2 separate regions of the Sus scrofa genome follow, and region 2 is linked to region 1. The links are chromatin contacts, called in public Hi-C maps. All regions are on one chromosome and are shown on one strand. Each heading gives the region's core, a stretch centred on a gene start, on an enhancer-like site or on the middle of the called end of the contact. The rest is flanking DNA. Distances are from core to core; before and after follow the strand shown.

Region 1 (7,511 bases), core at 4,545-7,044:
GTGTTGAGAATGCAGTTGGACCTTGCTTTTCTATAAAGTCTGAAAGTCACTGCCTTCTAAATGAAGTGGTTATTCCACTAACATTTAATACAGTTATTGACATGGTTGGATTTAAATCTATTATTATTTGCTTTCTTTTATGCTCTGTATTTTATTTCTCTGTTCCTCTTCTTCTCTCTTCTCAGTGTTTTCTAGAATTCCATTTACTAATATCTATCGGCCTTTTTTTTTGACCATACCCATAGTATGTGGAAGTTACTCAGGCCAGGGATTGAATCTATTGGCCTCTTTTTGTTTGTTTGTTTGTTTGTTTTTGTTTTTGTTTTAATTATTAAATGAATTTATCACATCTGTAGTTGTGTAATGATCATAACAATCCTATTTCACAGGATTTCAATTCCATAACCGAAGACATCCCCCCACCCCCCTAACTGTCTCCTCCGGAGACCATAAGTTTTTCAGTGTCTGTGAGTCAGCATCTGTTCTGCAATGGCCTCTTTTGACTATAGCTTTTTTCATTATTTTTTAGAAGTTGCTTTAGGGATTACCTAAAAGCACTTAGGTAATAGACTCTTAACTTTTCATAGGCTACTTGGAATTAATGTTATGTCACTTAATATAAAATGCAGAAAATTTGCCATTATATAGGTCTCTTTGTCTGCCTTCCCCAAATAGCAGTGTCTCTGTTTCAGTTGCCCTGTGAGTGTAATATTTCTAAATATATTAAATTCTGTTTAAGACAGTGCTATAATTTTTGCTTTAATCCACTATGTGAATTTTCCTCTGTGCCTGTAGCATATGGAAATTTCCTAGGCTGGGGATCACACACAAGCCACATCAGTGACAACATTGAATCCTTAACTGCTGGGCAACCAGGGAACTCCCCACTGTATGAATTTGAAAGATGAAAAAGCAATCCTTTTTTTTCGCCCATATATTCACCATTTCTCAAGTTCTTCATTGTTTTCTCAAGATTTGATTTTCCCTCCATTATCATTTTTCTTCAGCCCAAAGAACTTACTTTAGCACTTCTTGTAATGCAGGACTATTTTGTTGTCATTCTTGAATATATTTGTGCCCAATCTAGAATTATTTTTTTCCTTTTGCCGCTTGTAGGATGTTGTTCCACTACCGTTTAGTCCTTCTTGTTCTTGAGAAGTTGTCAGTCTTTCAGATAGTTGTAACATGTTGTTTTCTATGGCTGCTTTATAGAGCCTCTCTTTATCTTTGCTTTCCAGTAGTTTGTATAGGATTTGGATATGGTTTTCTTTGTATTTATTCTGCTTGGGTTTGCTGAAGTTCTTATGTCTATGAATTATGTCTTTCACCAAACTTGGTAAGTTTTTAGCCATCAATTTCTTTGATTTTTTTTTTTCTTCCTGTTTTCTCTCCTTTATCTGTGGCATTCCAGTTACACATATGTTCTGGTGTTATCCCCACAGGTCCCCATGCTTCGGTTTCTTTTCATTCTTTTTTTTCTCCTCTTTCTTCATGTTAGGTAATTTCTACTGATTTATCTTCAACCTCACTTACCTTCTCTGTCGTTTTTTGGTTAGCTTATCTAGTGAAATTTTTAGTCTAGATATTCTACTTTATGGTTTTGGAATGTCCATGTTCCTTCTGTGTAGTTTCCCTTTCTGTGCTAAGATCTCTTGTCTTTTCATTCATCTTAAGTATGTTTTCCTTTACCTCACTAAGCACAGTTATCTCTGCTTTTGAGTTGTCCTCCATCTGAGAATTTCAATATGCAGGTCATTGGGATTGACTCCATTGATTGCCTTTTCCCTTGAGAACCACATTTTTCTGGTTCTCTCTGTGTTGAATAACTTAGAAATGTATTCTATGCATTCTGAGTGCTTTGCTGTGGAGACTGGACTCTGTTGCATTCCTCCAAAGAATGTGGGTGGTTTTCTTTTAGCAGGCAACAAACTTGGTGAGTCTTGCACTGCAGGCTCTCCCTCTCTCACCTGTGGTTTCATTCCTATGGCCTTATCTGTAGGCTGCTCTGAGTCTGCCCATCCACACAGTGTAAGGGTCAGCCTGAGATGTGGGCAGAGCTTGTCATGGAAGTTGGGGCTCCCATCCTCTGCCTGTCCTTTCCAAATCCCGCAACCCTTTCTTATGGCTGTGGTTGTCCTGGGGCTCCCTCTTCAGAACTTTAGTCCACAAAGACAGTGAATTTTCTACTGGAGTCATAGCCTCCCAGTAGCTGTCAAAACAGAAAACTCAACCTCGTACTGTTTTGTTTTGTTTTGCCAAGTTTCAGTTCTCTTCCAAAGTCTTTCTGCTTTGGTTCGCCTCCTGGGTCTTCAGGTGATTGTTTTGTTTGTTTGGTTTGGTCCAAAGTATTTATAGCTGTTATCTGCAGGAGGGGTTGATCTGCTGGGATTTGACTCTGCCTGGATTTAGTTTAAAACATTTTATCCTCCCTACAGCCAGGGCACCAGATTGGTGTGTATAGATGTCAAGGAAGTTTGTGGTTGAATGAATGGATAATGAACAAGGGAACTGCTTTTCACTCTCTCTTCTCTCCTTTCATTCAGCTCGACCCCTTTGAATCCAGTGATCCTTTTTCATCATCCAGTGTCTCCTCAAAAGGATCAGGTGAGACTGATGGCTTAATTTCCTTCTCACTCTTCCTCAGGCAGTGGAATAGCACACCTGTTTCCAAAACTGATGAGTCCTCAGTGTTTATGTCATTAGCAAGTGGCACCTAGATTCTCGCTCAAGGCAGTGCGGCCCATACCAATTCCCTCTAGCTGCCCATCTTCCTGAGCAAGAGCTGGCATCTTTCTGGAAAGGAAGCTTGGCAGTAGGGGTTTAATTCAGTCATAATACCAATGTGTTAGTTACTCTCTACTCATTCCTCCTTGTGAATCTTTGGTTCATTCCTTTGGATTGTTTCCTAAAGGAAGCCAAAGTTCTGCTGAGGCTTGTGCTCTAGGCGCTGTGTTTGAGAAAACCTTCTCTCACAGTATAAAGCTCTTGAGCCTTTAAGGAAAGGGGTGTTTGCAGACTGCCCCTTGCTTTTTGGGAACAGGCCCCACTGGGTACTGCGGCCTTGCTTAGCATCTTGCGCTTGTTAGTTAACAGAGCTTGATTTCATAGGTGGGCTTGTGGGTTACTCCAGGCAAATCGCCTCCTTCCCTCGCCCCGCAAAAGAGAAAGCGCAGCAAAAGTCTTTCCCCACAGATGACCTCCCCACGTAAATTGTGCAGTTGGCGGGTCCCCTTCCTCTCACTCTCCCCTCCCAATCCGGCAGGACAGAGGCTCTGTTTCCCCAGGGCATTTGTCACCCCTTTGGTGACTCTGAACATTGCTGGCTTGTGGCACAGACACAAGGCAGAGTCCCTCTGCTCTCCCTGAGCTGGCTGTCATGGCCAGGATCCAGGTCAGGACCCAGAATAGACAGGAGATGGGGGAGGCCTTTTTGAGGGGTCTGCACCCAGATTCACGACCTTGGCCAACAAATGTGACCTCCATGGGTCTCCGGCTTTAGGGGCCATTGAGAACAAAGAGGTGACATTTCCCCTTTACTCCAGGAGGTGTGTTCTGTGGACACCCTGTAACTCTGCCTCTGCTGGTGCTGCTTGCAGGTCCCTTTGGAACCTTAGACCCCTTCGGAAGTGGGTCCTTCAATAGTGCTGAGGGCTTTGCCGACTTCAGCCAGATGTCCAAGGTAAAGCCCCTCCCATGGAGCCCCTGTGCTCTCCCATTATCCTTGTGCCTCTTGTCGTGGTCTTGTTGTGGGCTGCCAGGCATAATTGTTTAATGCCACATATGTATTTCCTTGGCACCTGTCACACTCTGAAATGCATTCTCATGTGAGGTCATGATTCAGCAGACAGGGTCTGGAAAGCGCCCGTGACTGTAACTGGACCTATTTCCCGTCCTTAGGCAGAACTGCCAGAACCCTGAGTCCCTCCCTGAGGCATGAGTGCCGCAGGCTCCCCCTGCTCCCTGTTGTTTCTGACGGCCATCAGACCTCAGTGAATAAAGTCTCTGTGGCTGAACAAACTTGGGAAGGTGTTGAGCCAGAGGGCCAGCCCTGATGTGCAGCCCGCTAAGGATGGAACCGTGGGCCATGGGCCAGAAGGCAGGAGATGTGTCTGGGTCTGCCAGTGGGCAGAACCTGAGAAGGATGTGGAAAGTGAGGACTAGGCTTGGTGAATAAATGCGCAAGTGAAAAGTCAGCTGTGCAGGAAGGACCATAGTCACCCTTGGCTGGACAGGACGGTGTCTGCCCGGCCAGAGTTACATAAGCTGACTGAATATAACCCCACAGGTGGTGGTTGAGCTCATTTGGCAGGGGCTTGGGTGTGTGGTTAGAGAGTTAGATCTTTAATTTAGCAGGAAGTCAGTCGATAGATAATGTCCAAAAGGAACAGATTAAGAAATAAGAGTGGAAGCCTATGAGGTTAATTCCATAGGAAACTGCTAAGTTGAAGATGTTGGCCTTGGCGAGTGAGAAAGGGTCGAGGGCCTGCTGTTCTTCGTTCTAACCTTTGATGTCCCTTGATTTTTGACTGTGGGTCTGGTTTCTTTGACAAGGATTAGGGAAGCGGCATTAGGTGTGCACATCTTGGCCTGAGTCCCAGTCCCTGTTGCTGGCACCTGCGTTTGCTCCTCTCCTTGCAGGTGAGGGTGGGATCCCTCACAGTTAAAGAGCTCAGGCAATGCAGCCTTTGGCCCCGGAGTCATAAAGCCTTGCGATCGATCGTTGAACCCACCAGCCTTTCCTGCCTGCTCCGGGCTTGGGCACTGGGACGACCCCCTGCAGATACAGTTCTCTGATCTTGCGCCCTACCTGGGGAAGGCTCACAAGCCAGTGGTGGCGAGGGGGCGGGGGAGGGAGCCCCTGGAGTGGGTGGCAGTGGGCGCCCACCGTGGGGACTCCTGTGCCTCTTGGACCCGCGCATGCCAGCTCCTGGAGGTGCCCTGCCTGCTTCCTCCATGTTCACTCAGCCTGAGGGGTGCACAGCTCTCTGGGCACTGAGCTTTGTGGTTAGTAATGTGCGATCGTGGTGTGTGGCTTCCAAGAAGCATCTGAGATTCTGTTTAGCTTTTCAAAGAAGCATGTGAACATAAACTGGCGGTAGCAAATCTAGCTTCAGGTGGGAGGCAGAGCATCTGTTTGCCCATCGGCTGCCTCAGGAGGGAGCCAGAGGTGCTGGGATTGTGGCCTCTCTCCTTCTGGTGCCCGGAGGGAACGAGTCTACAGCCCTGACTTGGAAACTGTGACACTGATGGTTGGGATGCTATGTGGGATCAGCCAAAAGGCACCCAGGGCCTGAGATTTGCCTCATTTACCCGTCACTGCATGGAGCTGTGTGTCCTCGGCTTCTGTCCTTGTTTGCAGAATCTGTCAGCCACACGGTGGCAGCAGCTTCCAGGGAAGGCACTCACGGTTGTATTCTCGAGCCAGCTCCCTGCACAAGGCTGACCGCGGAGGCCGAGGGAGTGAGGGAGAGCTAGCAGAGGGCATGAACCAGGCCCCCTGTTTCAAGAAGGACCTGAGTTGAGGCTATTCGGGCTCATGGGGCTGCGATGGGGCCACCAGAGTGGTGGGGCCCCAGATGGCAGCAACGGCTGCCCCTCCCTCCCCCAGGCAGTGCCTGCGTTTGCTGTAGCTGCAGACTCGCCAGAGCCTGGATCTTCCCTCTTTCTGCCCCTTCTGACCTAAAGTGGCATTTTCCCTCTTCTCATTCCATTTTCCCTCTCCTTGGTCTCTTGTCCCCCGGCAGGCTGCACAAATGTGCACTTGTGACTTCAGAGCCAGTGCACCTTCCTGTTGGTGGCGCTGGGTGGGACAGAGCTGGACAGGGCTGTGGAAAGTTTGTCTCCGGTACTCCATTGTTTTGTTTCCACGATCCCGTCAGCTCCTGCTCTCATGCCACTTGCCCAGACGAATACAGGGCCCTAACCCCCAGGTCTCTGTTTTTCCCTTTTGGTTCCCTTTCTGTTTTTCAAGAACAACATCGTGTGTATAAATAAAATGCTGAAGGAAATGAAAGTAAAGTGGCAAGAAGGTGTTTCTTTTTTGTTTTTTTGGCTTGGTTTTGTGTGTGTGTGTGTGTGTGTGTGTGTGTGTGTGTGTGTTTAACATGGCTATCTTTTTCCCACCCGAGTGTGCTGGGGAGGCAGTGCATGCTGGTGATGCACGCTGGTGCTCTTTCTTAACTTCCCCCTCAGATGGAGTGTCCTCCTGCTGCCTGGCAGTGCTAAAGGAAAGTGCCAGGCAGCAATCTGACTCCAGGAGATTCCTTCGAGGTTCTCTGGGCTTGCATTTTTAGTTGAGGTCCCCCCATACCTGAGGAGATTTTTCTAGACAGTATCAAGCCTACATTACCTTCCTTTAAGAACACATTCCCCAAAATAGATATCTGAGAATAAAAATAAGACTCTAACTTATTATTTTACTCCTCCCACCCTTAAAAAAAAAAAGGTCACCTATGAAATACTTGACCATTTGTCAGCCCATTTTCAGTTGTTTTTCAAAAGCGTGCATTCCTCTTTAGGACAATTTTTTTTTTGGTTGAGAGTCATTTGCTTTAAACCAATTATTTAAACTGTGAACCTTTTATAGAGCTGCTTTTCATATAGTAGCTTTCTGTCCCTTTTTTTTTTTTTTTTTTTTTTTTCTTGTGAGCACACTTCACTCTATTCGGCCAGAGAGCCCCTACCGGCTTTACTGAAACCCTTCTAAAAATAGCGACTTTCCCTGAAGCCACTGTCTGAGTAGGAACCAGTCAGGTCCCAAAGGAGGCTTCTTGGGAAACTCAAAGTCATGAAAGTTGGGATTCGGAAATGACGCAGGCTTTTCAGTATTAGAAGTGATATAATTCCCTGCTGTGGGCGAACCAGGCGTTTACGGTTGAAACCCTTTTACCTTGGAGTGGGCCCACCGGTGCAGTGGGTTCAGACAGAAGAGGGGGTGGAGAATTGGCTTGGCCTGCGGTGTCCCCAACCAGCCAGGAAGATCACTGCGGCTCACGCTCCAGAGTGCAGTGTATGAGCTGGGAGGATGAGGCCTCGTGCACCTCGAAACTCAGGGGGAGTCCAGGTGTCCCTCTGTACCCCTTCCCCAGAGGGCATGCATTCCCAGCATCCAGGACAAGAACTGGGGTCTATGCGGGGCCTTCCGGGGCTGGTCACGCCACCTCTCCACCAAGAAAATTGGCTTTGATTCCTGCCTGCCTGTCTCAGGTTGTGGTGAGAGTGGAGAAAGCCTTGGACCCAGGGCGTGCCCTGTGCATGACAGAAGCAGAGATACTAGTGTTCCCCCTCCCTTCTGTCTCCTTAGCCCTCAGTCTGTCCTCTTTCCCAAACTGCACTCACGCGTTTTAGAGCCGAACTAAACTACAGGTCGTCACTGCACCTTGGTTCTCCTGCTGGCCCTGTCTGGATGACAGGAAGTGGTAGAAGGAAAGCGTTGCTGGGCGATGGGGGGCATGCAGATGCATGGACATCCAAGAGATGTTCTAGTCAGGTCCACACCCTTGGCTTGATGA
Region 2 (7,208 bases), core at 4,020-6,519, 130 kb after region 1:
CAAACTGATATGCTAAAATTAAACATTACTCACTTTACGTACATGCTGATTCTATTCTTTTTTAATTTTATTTTTTTTAGTTTTGTCTTTTCTAGGGCCGCACCCACGGCATTAGGACGTTCCCAGGCTAGCGGTCTAATTTGAGCTGTAGCTGCTGACCTACGCCAGAGCCACAGCAATGCAGGATCTGAGCTGCATCTTCGACCTATACCACAGCTCATGACAATGCAGGATCCTTAACCCACTGAGCAAGGCCAGGGATTGAACCCGCAACCTCACTTACATGCTGACTCTAAAAGGGGGTTCTCACTGACTCTTTCCAGCTCCATCGTGGAAAGAGTCAGGCTCTGGTGGCTGAGACTCGATGGCAGAGGGTCTGATGGGAGCTGCAGGGGAAGGACTGGGGTCAAAGATGAGTCTCAAGATTCCAGCTAGGTCTCGGGGTGGCTGGACTTGCCTCTGTTTGCCCTCTGGCTTCAGGGTGGTTGTCCACACCCTCCCTGGCCTGAGAGAGGCCAAGATGCCTGAGGACACCAGTATCTCAAGACTGTTCACCTGGAGGGACCCAGCCCCTGCCTCACTGGCTTAGGTTTTGGGCTTTGGTACACAACACAGGAAGGACCAGTGGGGCGATAGATCAGGAAACTGTTGGTTTAGATCTCCTCTTTCATGTTTTTTCAATAAATGTGAGCCAAATATGGAACTCTGCTTAATAAATCAGTGCTGCCTCTGTGGGGCCTGAGCCACTTCGGTCTCCTGGTTGGAGGATTCAAAAATGTGTGGCCAAGGGACTCAAACAAATACATGCACATGAATATTCACAACTGCATTTTCACAGTAGCCAGAGAGTGGAAACAAACCAAATGCCCATTGATGGGTGAAAAATAAACAAAATGTGGTCCGTTGGGTTCAAGGAAATATTACTCAGCCATAAAAAGGAATGAAGCCTGACACACGCTACAATGTGGATGAACCTCAAATCTGTCACACTGAGTGAAAGCAGCCAGACACCAAAGGCCACATAGTGCACGATCCCATTTACATGAAATGTTCAGAACAGACAAATCTATTGAGACGAAAGCTGACTGGGGGTTGCAGGAGCTGGGGAGGGGGAGGGGGATGGGGGATGGGAAGGGACTACTTGTGGGAGCAGTTTCCTTTTGAGGTGATGAAAATGATCTACAATTAGATGCTGCTGCTGGTGGCACAACTTTGTAAAAGCCCCAAATACTCCTGAATTGTTCACTTTAAAATTGTTCATTTTATGTCTTGTGCATTTCACTTCCATTAGAAAAAAAAGATTTTTAAACTGCCTGGCAGTGTCCTGGGGCTGGTTTCTGGGTGGTTTTAAATTTTTAAATGGTGACCCTTGGGCTATCTGTCTTCTGATTTTCTTGGCTGAGGGTGGAACTGACTCCCCTGTTACGCAGTCAGTGCCCTCAGTAGAAAAACCTGCTGCTGGAGCCAGGGTGGCAGTGGTCCTGCCCCTGCTGTACTGATGTCCGTGCCTTCACTGATGCCTGAGTGATTTCACTCTGCCAGCCTGCTGGACCCATGCTCCCCAGCCCCGAGTCCCCTCACAGAATCCTCCCTGAGAGGCAAAGGCCATTGCAAGCCCATTTCCCAGATGATAGATTAAGGCTCAGAGGCGCTTGGTCACCCAGCCGGCAAGCAGCCAAGCTCTTGTCGCACTCAGGTCCGGCTGGCTCCAGCACTGTGCGCTCAGTGCCTCCCAGGTCCTCTCTGTTGGGTCTAGGATCCTCCCTCCCCTAGCAATTGTCTGATGGGGGGCTGCCATGTGACCACACGCCTCCACACACACCCACTCACGTGGCTGGGCCTCTGCCTCCCTCCCCCGGGGCCTTCTGGGAAGCCGTGCCAGGTGCAACCTGTTTCTCTTGGAAGGGAGCAGAGCCAGGAGTGGGATGGGAAATGCTCTCAGCATCCGAGAGCAGGCAGGGTGGGGGACGGGTTGTTCAGGAACTGCTGAGGGGCTAGGAACATTCTGGGCTTCGCAGGGAGGGGAACAGCCCGTGGTTTGGGAGCTGGGACCAGCCAGCCCCTGCTGGGTGACACCAAGCACATCACTCCTGCTCTCCAACCTCAGTTTTCTTGTATAAAATGGGTTTTATAACAGTCACTGCCTCTCAGGGCAGATCTGAGAGATGGACAAGACAGTAAAGGGGTTCAGCTGAGGAGGGAACCCTGCTTGGCAGGCAGAAGTTGGGAGAGGATGGGCTATTTGGGTCCTGGATGGGATGACTGAGAAACACTCTGTGTTTAAAAACAAACAGCCAAGAGGACGGCAGTTCCGCAAAAAATTGAAAATAGAATTGCGACAGATGAATGGAGAAAAAATGTGGTACATATGTACGATGGAATATTATCGAGCCTTTAAAAGGAAAGGAATTCTGACACCTGCCACGGCAGGGATAAACCTGGAGGACGTTACGCTGAGTGAAAGAAGTTGGTCACAAAAGGACATTAGACTGTATGATCCTATTTATGTGACGTCCTTAGGTCAAATTCATAGAGACGGGAAGTAGAATGGGGGTGGCTGGGGAAGGAGGGAAATGGGGAGTTAGTGTTCAATGGGGACAGAGTTTCAATTTTGCAAGATGAAAAAGTCCTGAGTATGGATGGTAGTGATGGTTGCACAACAGTGTGAAAATGCACTTAAGGCCACTGAGCTATATATATATATATGTATGTATATATATATGTGTGTGTGTGTATATATATATGTATATATGTGTGTATATATATGTATATACGTGTGTGTGTGTGTATATATATATATATATATATATATATATATATATATATATTTTAAAACTTTATGACCACACCCACAGCAAGTTCCCAGGCCAGGGATTGAATCTGAGCCACAGTCTTGACCTACAATGCTGCTGTGGCAATACTGGCTCCTTTAACCCACTGCACCAGGCTGGGGATTGAACCAGCACCGCCACAGAGACAAACCAGATTATTAACCCACTGTGCCACAGTGGGAACCCCTGAACTATATTCTTTATAATGGCTAAGATGGTGAATTTTAAGTTATGCGTATTTTGCCACAATTAAAAAAAAAAACAAACACCAAGAGGCCAACAGCCCAGTGAGCTCTCCTGTTGGAGCTGCTCTGGGCTCAGATTGTACTACGGGAATTTAGAAAGTCTGTCCCTCTGACTAGAGGAACCCCCACTTGTCTGCCTGCCAAGCTCCAGTTCATTCTACAAAACCCAGGTCTAATGTCCCCTCCTCCAAGCAGCCCTCCCAGATTTCCCAGGTAGATCCTAGCTCTGCCATTAGGTCCCCCAGCCTTTCCCTGGCTCATTCCTGATCCATCTGAGATGAGGTATCTGTGTCCGGCTCAGTCAAGGGGTGAGGCTGAGCAGAGAATTTGAGGAATGGGGAGCCCGGCTCTGACGGTGGGAGAGTGTGGGGGCAGCAGCTTAGGGGACCAACACCGGGGGACCAACACCGGTTGCTCAGTAGGCATTGTTGACTGCTCCTCCCACGCTTGCTGTGTGCCCGGAGGATCTCCTCAGTGTGGACACACAGTATGTGGTTGGGACTAGACAGGGCTGAGAGGCAGAGAGGGACTTTTGACTCTGGTTTAGCGACACCGGAGCTTGACCTGGCCCTGTGCGGCAGGGGTAGGGGGGTCCCTGGGGCAGAGGGAAGGGCAGAAAGGATTGTCCCTCAAGGCTGGGCGGCAGAGGGTGCCAGTGTGTCTGTGCACTGCAGGCGTGAGTTGTATGTGTGTATTTTTCTGTGTTGTATGTGTGCCTTTCTGTGTGTCTGTGTTGTAGGCGTGTCTGTATGGCTGTTGTGTGCTTTATGTGTGTATCTGATGTTGGATGTATCTCTGTGTGTGATGCACCCGTGTGTGTGTATGTGTGTGTGTGTTTGTGTACGTGTGTATGTGGCATTTTTTAAGGAACTGAATCCCTTACTTGGATGTGTCTGCTGCCTGCCAGAGGGTGTGCAAGGTCTTCCAGGCTGTCTGCACCCCCATTACCTCCCTACCCTACAGCCCTGGGTCCCTCAGCCTTCTCTGCTCTCTGGCTACCAAGGGAAGATGTGAAAACCTAAGCCTCTCTGGGGCTCCCCATTCCCTTCTGGGGTGGCAGGTGTGATTTGCTCCTCATCTTTGTTCTCCCCACCTCAATGGGCTGGCTGTGCCCTGCCCATCCCAGGCCTTGGCCTCTATATTGAGTTCCCCAGGACATCTCCCCACCCTTTGCCAGGCTGGGGCTTCCCTGCCCTCATGCAGCTCCCTTCTGCCACGAGCGTGGAGACATCTGTACCCCTACCCCATGCGCTCCAGGGGAGGGGTTGCATTTGTCGGGCTCAGTTGCCAGGGCCTGGTACACAGCAGGCACCCATTAAATACTTGAATGAATAAATGAATGAATGAGGGTGGGAGGAGGGGTTAGAAGGTCAGAGGAGCCAGGCCTGGCAGGGACTTGCCAGAGGACCTGGTTGTTCAAACGCCCAAGCCGGGCTATGCATGCTCTCGGAAGCATCACTCTGGTGTGAACTGGACAAGAGGCAAGTGCCAGGGGTGCTGGCACCTGTCAGGAGCTGAGCCCGGCCAGTGGAGACGCAGTGGCTTAGGCTAGGTGGGGGCTGGAGATGAGACTCAGGAGGTGGAATGGGCAGGAGCATCGTGATCCTTGTGGGGGTGGGGCAAGCCCCCATTTCCATCTGTGCCCTGGAATAGCTGGGCTGAAGCTGAGGCTGGACACACCCCCCAAGGTGAGGAGGAGTAGAGTGTTGGGACCTTTTGGGGGCACTTTGGCTTTGTGGTCATTTCCTGTGAGGTAGGAGGACCTGGAAACATCTCTGTTTCAAGATCAAGCTAAGGAGTTCCTGCCGTGGCTCAGTGGTAAGGACCCCAACTATTATCCATGAAGGGGTGGGTTCAATCCCTGGCCTCACTCAGTGGGTTAAGGATCGGGTGTTGCCAGGAGCTGTGGTGTAGGTCGCAGATGTGGCTTGGATCCCGCATCGCTCTGGCTTGGTGCAGGCCGGCAGCAACAGCTCCGATTTGACCCCTAGCTTGGGGACTTCCATATACCGCAGGTGTGGTCCTAAAAAGACAAAGGAAAAAAAAAGATCAAGCCAAGAAAGAGGGGATGAAGATGAAGCAGTGGTAGGGAAACAGAGGGAGATGGTGGCCCAGAAACCAAGGGCAGAGGGGGTGGCTCAAAAAAGTGGGTGTGGTCAGTACCCCACTGGTTCCCTGGCAGGGAGCTTGGCAGTGGACCCAGAAGGCATGAGCCACAGCCCCACCAGCAGGGCTGAAGTGGAAAAGTCTGGTGACACTAAGTGCTGGTGAGGACGTGGAGCAAAGGGAACTCCTGCTTACTGCTGTGGAAAGTAAAACAGTACAGCCACCTTGGAAGACTGTTTGGCAATGTCCACTGAAGCCGAACAGAGGTCTTCCCCTCCCCTATAACCCAGACATCTCACCCCAGGGTATTGACCCATGAGAGATGAAAACAGCCACAAGACCTCAGCATACATGTTTGGACCTACTCTGCAGACAACCCAAATGCTTCTCAACAGAATGGAGTGAACAAATTGCACTACAGTCGTGCTGAGGAATAGTACACAGAAAGGAAAAAGGATGGGGGATATGGGTGAATATTGTAGGTATGATGATGAGCAAAAGCAGTCAGACCCCAAACACAACAATGCTGTGTGAGTCTGTGTATCTGAAATTTAAGATCAGACAAAATGAACCAATGGTGTTAGCCAACAGGATTCTGGTTCCCTTTGGAACAGGGAGTCAGAGGGAGTCCACCCTAGGGATGGAGGGGTGTTATATCAATCTGAGCCTACACAGAGGCAAAAATGCATCAGGCTACACACCTCAGATCCAAGTATTTGGCCCATTTTGCTGTGTCTTATGTCTCAATCCAAAGGTGAATATATAGAATCCTGAAAATAATTTGGGCAGCACTTTAAATACATGAAATTTGGTGGGGTGGGGGGCTGGGCAGTGATCGTTAGGAAAAACTTGCCAGAAATATTTAGGCATAGTATCCCCAGTTTGGCCAAGAGCCATGCCCTTTTTAGCCTTATAAAAACTAATGAAATTCTTTAAAAAATTAAACATAGAATTACTGTATGATCCAGAAATTCCACTCCTAGGTAAATACCCAAGAGAACTGAAGGCAGGGATTCAAACAGATATTTTTACACTCAGGTTTATAAGAGCACTATTCACATTAGCCCAAAGGTGGAAACAACTCAGTGTCCATTGAGAGATGAGTAGATAAACAAAATCTGGTAAGTCCAGGCAATGGAATATTGCTCAGCCATGAAAAGGAATGAAACACTGACACACACTACAATGTGGATGAATCTTGAAAACATGATTAGACACAAAAGGTCACATAGGGTATGATCCTATCTACAGGAAATGTCCAGAACTGGCAAATCCACAGAGATGGAAAGCAGATTAGTAGTTGCCAAGGACCGAGGGAGGGGGACAGGGAGTGACTACTTATGGGGACAGGTTTCCCCTTGAGGTGATGGAAAGTTCTGGAATTAAGAGGTGATGGTTGCACCCTACTGTGAATGCACTTAATGCCACAGAACTGCCCACTTTAAAACGGTTAATTATATGCTATGTGAATTTCAACTCAATGAAAACCACAGTGAATTGGAGACACCAGAGTTTTGCACCTTCTGAAAGGACCGTGGCCCCTAGAGAGGGAAATTGTGTAGGTTCTACTCGGTTGAGAACAGCCTAAAACTTTCTTTCTTCTAACAAAATGGCACGTAGAAGTCCTATGTAGACATGGAAACAGGCCCAGAGAGGGTAAGGAAATGGCTCGAGGACACACAGCAAGGGGAGCCAGTCTGTGGGGCTCAGCTTTAGAGCAGGGCTCCCAGGTGACCTTGGGTCAGGGACAGACCCAGTTCCCTATCTGTTTAATAGCTGGAAGGGGGTGAGGGGTACCCTGCCTGTTTTCCCCAAGTAGGGCCCCCACCCTGGGGGCAGCTGGAGAAGCTTGGGTGGGCAGCATTGGGTGGAGGGGACCTGCCCAGTCCTGGAGCTCCAAAGAATGTTCTAGCCTGTCTGTGTGCCTCAGTTTCCCCATATGTTCAGAGGGGCTGTGGGGCTCAGGCAGGGAATGGACCACCTACTGTGAACTGAGTTTCCCTGAGTTTGGGAAGGTCAACCTGAC

The links. Hi-C and Micro-C count contacts between places; a contact is called where the count stands out from the background.
Region 2: a contact with region 1 is called in a Hi-C map of omental adipose tissue, with 4 times the contacts expected there. The contact joins two enhancer-like sites. A contact is called at or near these places in 2 of 5 promoter capture datasets (fetal skeletal muscle and liver), 34 of 47 Hi-C or Micro-C datasets (adipose tissue, alveolar macrophages, blood and 15 more) and 2 of 2 datasets of contacts at active chromatin or transcription factors (alveolar macrophages and skeletal muscle).

The regions. Positions count from the first base shown.
Region 1 is chr2:61,212,392-61,219,902 of Sscrofa11.1, forward strand. It overlaps EPS15L1 (epidermal growth factor receptor substrate 15-like 1), which reads left to right. Exons shown (of 23, transcript XR_002341604.1): 20 at 2,544-2,604; 21 at 3,597-3,679. Among named protein-coding and RNA genes, the nearest start is that of KLF2, 57 kb to the right of the region's middle. Within about 2 kb of position 5,795, at least 34 of the 83 cell types and tissues checked have an H3K27ac peak or open chromatin away from gene starts, as enhancers often do. A contact at or near this core is called in omental adipose tissue, where this site is marked.
Region 2 is chr2:61,343,957-61,351,164 of Sscrofa11.1, forward strand. No RefSeq gene overlaps it. Among named protein-coding and RNA genes, the nearest start is that of AP1M1, 39 kb to the right of the region's middle. Within about 2 kb of position 5,270, at least 3 of the 83 cell types and tissues checked have an H3K27ac peak or open chromatin away from gene starts, as enhancers often do. A contact at or near this core is called in omental adipose tissue, where this site is marked.